Linked DNA regions of Mus musculus: region 1 is linked to region 2. Evidence: chromatin contacts called from public HiChIP or PLAC-seq data. All regions are on one chromosome and are shown on one strand. The core of a region is the stretch at or near the end of the contact, and the rest is flanking DNA. Distances in the headings are between cores, read along the strand shown.

The links. HiChIP or PLAC-seq counts read pairs in DNA pulled down with a chosen protein or histone mark.
Region 1: a contact with region 2 is called in an H3K27ac HiChIP or PLAC-seq map of extraembryonic endoderm stem cells. The contact joins the promoter of Flicr here to the enhancer-like site in region 2. A contact is called at or near these places in 1 of 39 promoter capture datasets (embryonic stem cells), 3 of 484 Hi-C or Micro-C datasets (embryonic fibroblasts, extraembryonic endoderm stem cells and gonadal supporting cells), 8 of 115 datasets of contacts at active chromatin or transcription factors (CD8 T cells, Th17 cells, embryonic stem cells and 4 more) and 3 of 9 other capture datasets (adipose tissue, liver and pancreatic islet).

What each region holds. Positions count from the first base shown.
Region 1 is chrX:7,572,231-7,574,930 of GRCm38.p6, forward strand. It overlaps Flicr (Foxp3 regulating long intergenic noncoding RNA), which reads left to right and starts at 1,370. Exons shown (of 3, transcript NR_029473.1): 1 at 1,370-1,679. It overlaps Ppp1r3f (protein phosphatase 1, regulatory subunit 3F), which reads right to left and starts at 2,051. Exons shown (of 4, transcript NM_138605.3): 1 at 1,018-2,051. The coding sequence starts at 2,018.
Region 2 is chrX:7,442,626-7,445,325 of GRCm38.p6, forward strand. No RefSeq gene overlaps it. Among named protein-coding and RNA genes, the nearest start is that of 2010204K13Rik, 21 kb to the left of the region's middle. Within about 2 kb of position 1,441, at least 25 of the 459 cell types and tissues checked have an H3K27ac peak or open chromatin away from gene starts, as enhancers often do. A contact at or near this core is called in extraembryonic endoderm stem cells, where this site is marked.

The DNA of each region.
Region 1 (2,700 bases), core at 120-2,619, 130 kb after region 2:
CGGGCATTAGGCCTAGCTGGAGCCCTTGACAAACGTATAGCCCTGGTAAAGACCTAGAAAAGCATTATATCAGTCAGTTTACAAGAGGTGTGCAAAAAAAAAAAAAAAGAAGAGCGATGTGACCTTCAAGTCCGCTTCTCATCTGTTTCCGCCTCTGCCAAGGCTAATGTTTTTATGTGAGAATAGAGCCTCGCTCCCTAAACTCCACTGGAGGCCTCAGACTACCAGAGGAACAGTTTTTAAAAAAAAGGATGCATAGACTTCAAAGCCAGAAATGGTTGAAACTAAAAAGCCAAGTACCACCACTTCCTCAACCAGTTTCTCTAACTCTGGCTTCCTGCTGTGGCAGATAGGAATCAGACTGACTCCCCACGCCGGGAGACCCTTAGTCCACACCTTCGCACGTCATGTTCTCTCCACTCCAGCACACTGGCTGACAGTCATACGAAACCCAGAACCACCTCAGGACTTTGCTGTCCCCACTATCTACATCTACCTCCCCTGTATGTGCATCACTGCTCCGTACCACTCTGGACTCAAGTTTAAATGCCACCTCCTCAGAAAGAGTCCTACCTGGTCCAAACTCTACCAACTCGCTCGTCCATAACTCTTCGTTATCACCGTCTGGGACTCTTCACAAGAGCTCACCCTCAACACGTCTGCAGCAGCCACTCCCTCCAGAGCCTTACAGTATTTTCCTCTCAGCACTAACCTTAGCCCTATTTATCTTATCTGCTTGTTTGCTTTTGCATTCTGTTTCCCAGAGGAGCCTTTGCGGGATGGTTGGGGACAGGGAAGGTGTCTGTCTTGTTCAGGGCCTTATAGTGGAACTCAATAAATGGATGATACCCCAGAATTTAAAACAGTGCCTAGCACATGTTTGGCCTGCACTACTCTTTGACCGAATGCACCCTCCTGCCTGTCCTGGAGAGCAGGCCTGGGGGAGGGGGAAGTGCTGGGATGGGAGGCTTCTACATCCAGCCCTGTGTTGGTGGAGGTGGCGCTGGCAGACATTACCTGCGCCTCACCGGCTTCATGCAGCTCTTCAGCTGCCTGGCCTCAGCCTCCACAGGACCCTGGCACTCAGGCTGTGGCTCCAGCTGCTGCAGCTGCTGCTGCTGGGGCAGCCCTTCGGCATCAGTGGGTGTGGGAGCGGGTGCGATCCGGAGCAGGACAGTGTAGTTGCGGCCATGGTTGTTGGCCCAGAAAGTGCCCTCGGGGGTCTCATAGCGCACCACGAAGTCGAGGCGCGCCCCATCGCTCGCGCCCTCAGCAAAGGGCAGCTGGAAGGCAAAGCGGTCAGTGCAGCCACCGTCGTCGGGTGAGGAGGCTGACATCTGGCCAGGGCCCAGGCCTAGCCCGGGATCCAGGAGGGGATCTCCTGCTCCTGTTCCTCCCACTCCTGCCCCAGGCGGGCTGCGTGGGACATAGCGGGCTGGGTGGTCGCAGAAGGTAGCCCAACCGTCGTGTGAGGCCCGCACGTGCACCGCCTTCTCGAAGGAGCGGTTCAGCACGCGCACCAACCCGCGCACCACTGGCGGGCGTCCCCCAGGCACCCACACCCCGGAACCCCCGGGAACCGCTCCAGGAGGCGGCAGCAGCGCCTCCAACTCCACCATCACGCGCCCCAACCGCTCCAGACGGCCCAGCGCGGGCGGCAACGAAAATGTGGGCACCAGGTAAAACCCCCCGCCAGCGGGAACGGGGCACGGCGGAGAGGGATCGGGAAAAGCCTCCTCTTCCTCCTCCCCTTCATCCCCATCCTCGCCATCGTCTTCCTCATCAGCCCCGCCACCGCCGCCATCTTGCCCGGTCGCCGCCGCCATCTTGCCCGCCCCGGGCCCGCCCCACGGCCGGTAGCGGCGTAGCTGCGCCAGAGGCAGCCCCAGGGCCTCGTCAGCGAACAGCACCCTCCGCGGGGCCACCGCCGCCTCAGCCGAGGCGCGGGGCTCTCCCGCAGCCGGCGACGGGGGCGCGGGATGCCGCAGCGGTGGCTCCACAGGGGCCGTGCGCGCCATATCGGCGGCGGCGGCGGCGGCACCGACGGCACCGGCGGTGGGACCGGCGGGGGCAGGGCCTGAAAAGGCGGGCAGCCAATGAGAAAGCCAGAACAGGGGGGTGGGGCTCCAGTGGAGCGTAGGCGGTGAGCTAGAGACAGGTACGGCCAACAGCCAATGGACAGCCACGCGGGAGTGACGTACAGGTGATTGACAAGCAGGAGAAGCTAGCAACCAATGAGGACGCCCGCGCGTGGGCGGGATGGAAGGCGGGATGATAACGGAATCAATGGAGAGGCCTGAGTAGGGTTAATGCGGGCCCGAAGATGTAGCAGCAGGAGTATGACAATTAGTGGGAAAGTCTGAGCACGAAGGGCATGGTAGGCGGCGGGAAGATGAAATGGCTACAAGCAATGGGGGCAACGGGGAGCGAACCCAGAGGTCCAAAAACTGGGAGATCCGCAGGTTGCGTAGGCGGTGAGACGTAAGACAGATAAAATGAACAGCCAATGGAGAACTGCACGCGAATGATGTAGAGACAGAATGACGATAATAGTTGCAATGAGCCAATGGAGGAGTCTAGTGAGCGCACACTATGGCTTCAAGAGGTGGTAACAAGGTAGATCTAGCCAATACAGAGACTGAACAGAGACGGGAAGGCTGTGTGTGAGCAGACATGGAGGCGGGGCTGTAGCGGGCGGGG
Region 2 (2,700 bases), core at 191-2,690:
ACTGAGTTTGCTTACCAGTTCTAATAGTCTTTTGATTGAATCCATGTGCAGAATCATCATCTGCAAGCAGGAATAATTTGATTTCCTCCCCTCTTGTTTGTATGCCTTCTGTTTCTTTCTCTTGCTTAATTGCTCTTATTAAAACGTCTGGTAGTATGTTGAAGGAAGTCAGTGAGAACAGACACGTTCGTCATGTTCTTGATCTTAGAAGAAATACTTTGCATTTTCCCTATTCAGCAGAAGGTTGACTTTGAGTTCCTTGTACTTCCATTTTACTAACTTGAGGTTCAATTTTTCTGTGCCTAATTTTTTCAGGGCTATCATACAGAATGGCATATTTTACTGAATGTTTTTTCGGCATCTATTGAGATTATCATATAATTTTAATCCTGAATTCTGTTGACTTAATGTATTAGATTTATTGATTTGGATATGTCGATGTTGCATCACCAGAATGAAGCCAACTTGATCTTTCTTGAGATCCTAATTAAATTTGATTCTCTGGTATTTTGTTGAAGTTTGGTGTCTATGTTTATCAGAGATACTGGTCTATAACTTTCTTTTTTAAAAGATTTATCTATTATTATATGTAAGTACACTGTTGCTCTCTTCAGACACAGCAGAAGAGGGCATCAGATCCCATTACAGATGGTTGTGAGCTGCCATGTGGTTGCTGGGAATTGAACTCAGGACCTCTGGAAGAGCAGTCAGTGCTCTTAACCATTGAGCCATGTCTCCAGCGGGGTCTATAACTTTCTCGTTTGTTGTTTTATTCTTATCTGGTTTTGACTACAGACTCGTGCTGGTCTCAGAACAGCTTTGGAAGGCTTCCTTTCCTCTTGGTTTTATGGACTACATTAAGAAAAAGGAATGGTCTTTAAAAGTTCGCTAAACTGCTGCAGTGAAACTATGTTCTGGACTTTTCTTTGTTGGGGGACTTTTTATTTCTGATTCTTTGTTTTTAATGATTTGATGGTTAATTTGGTAAATCATACGTGTTCAGACATTTCTTCCAAGCTAGCTTGTTAGCAAATAGGTTTTCAGCATAACTAACTCCTAATGATCCCTTGAATTTCTGTGCTATCAGTTGTAACATCCCCTTTCCTTCATCTGTAATTTTAGTTGGATTTTGTGGTTTTGTTCTATGTTAGTCTAGCTAAAAACCCATCTCATAGACAGATACATACATACATACATACATACATACATACATAGTAAATGTAAAACAGTGTTTCCCTGAATTCTGTTAGCCACTCTGTTGCTGTAAAAGTGAATATGTAAGTTAAATATACATCTTAGGGCTGAAATAGCAAGTTCAGCAACACTAGGGACGATTACTGGAAATAAAAGGGCTTGCAGCTGGGTATGAGGTAGCCCTGTGAACAGATAAGAGAAAGGCCGGGGCTCTGGGAAAACAACAAAGCTTATTTTGACAGGCTCCAGCTGCCTGAACAGAGAGATCGGTGACCTTTCACCAAGTCTTTCATCTAATTGCAACAGACCCAACAGTAAGTAAGAAGAGCTTCTGAGAAAAGCCTCTACTCGTTACATTCTTGTTCTTAAAGGTTTGGAAAGGCAAGGGACCTCTAAGTTAATATGTGATCTGCAGATGTACTTATAAGGTGGACTACAGTGCTAAGAGTCACCAGAGCAGTAGGTGGGAGAGAGGGGCTGATTAATGAGTGACTATTTCAGGCTGTCTCAGATCCAGGCACCAGGCAGCCGAGCTTGGTTTTCTCCCATGCTCCTGCTGGCAGCGGGACTAACTGGGGGCTAGCTTGCCTGCCGAGTTCTCTGCTCAGGCCCTGAAGGACCCTGATATATTCATAAAATCTTCTTTTAAATCCACAATACATCAGACACAATTACTGATGTTATGGTGTGCTTACAGACAGGAGCTAGCATGACTGCCCTCTGAGAGCCCCAACAAGCAGCTGAAAGAGCCAGAAGCAGATATTTACACCCAACCAATGGACAAAAGCCCGGGACCCCTGTGGTGAAATTAGGGAAAGGCTGGAAAAAGCTGAGGAGGAAGGAGGAGGGTGACCCCATAGGAAGACCAGCAGTCTCAATTAACCCGGACCCCGGAGATCTCTCCGACACTGAGCTAACTATGCAGCATACCGTAGCTGATATGAGGCCCCCAACACATATACAGCAGAGGACTGCCTGGTCTGGCCTCAGTGAGAGATGTACCTAACCCTGGAAAGACTTGAGGCCCCAGGGAGGGGGGAGGACAGGTGGGGCGGGGGACTAGGGGCATCCTCTTGAAGACAGGGGAGGAGAAGTGGGATGAGGAACTATTGGAGGGCAGACCAGGAAGGGCATAATGACTGGGCTGTAAAAATGATTAAATAACAATAATGCACAATTCAAAGCCCACCTTGTCAGTCGTGCCTTAGGGAAGCTCCCTCGGCTCTCCTTTTCGATGGTTTGCCTTGCTTAGCTCTGTGCCTAGCACTTTGCTAAGTAAGCATTTGCTCAAGCCTTCCATGGATCCTGGGTGAATTCATTGCTCAAGTGCTTGAGAACCAAGAGATCCCCTGCAAACATCTGCTCCAATTCCAGCAAATAACTGAACCTAAGAAAGGGGTCACGGGAACTCCTGATTTATGGTAGGCTAGTCAGAAGTACCAGAGGCCTGGATGTGCTCTTGGCATCTGAAGTAAAGGGCAGTTAATGTGAGTGGAGCCCTTAACC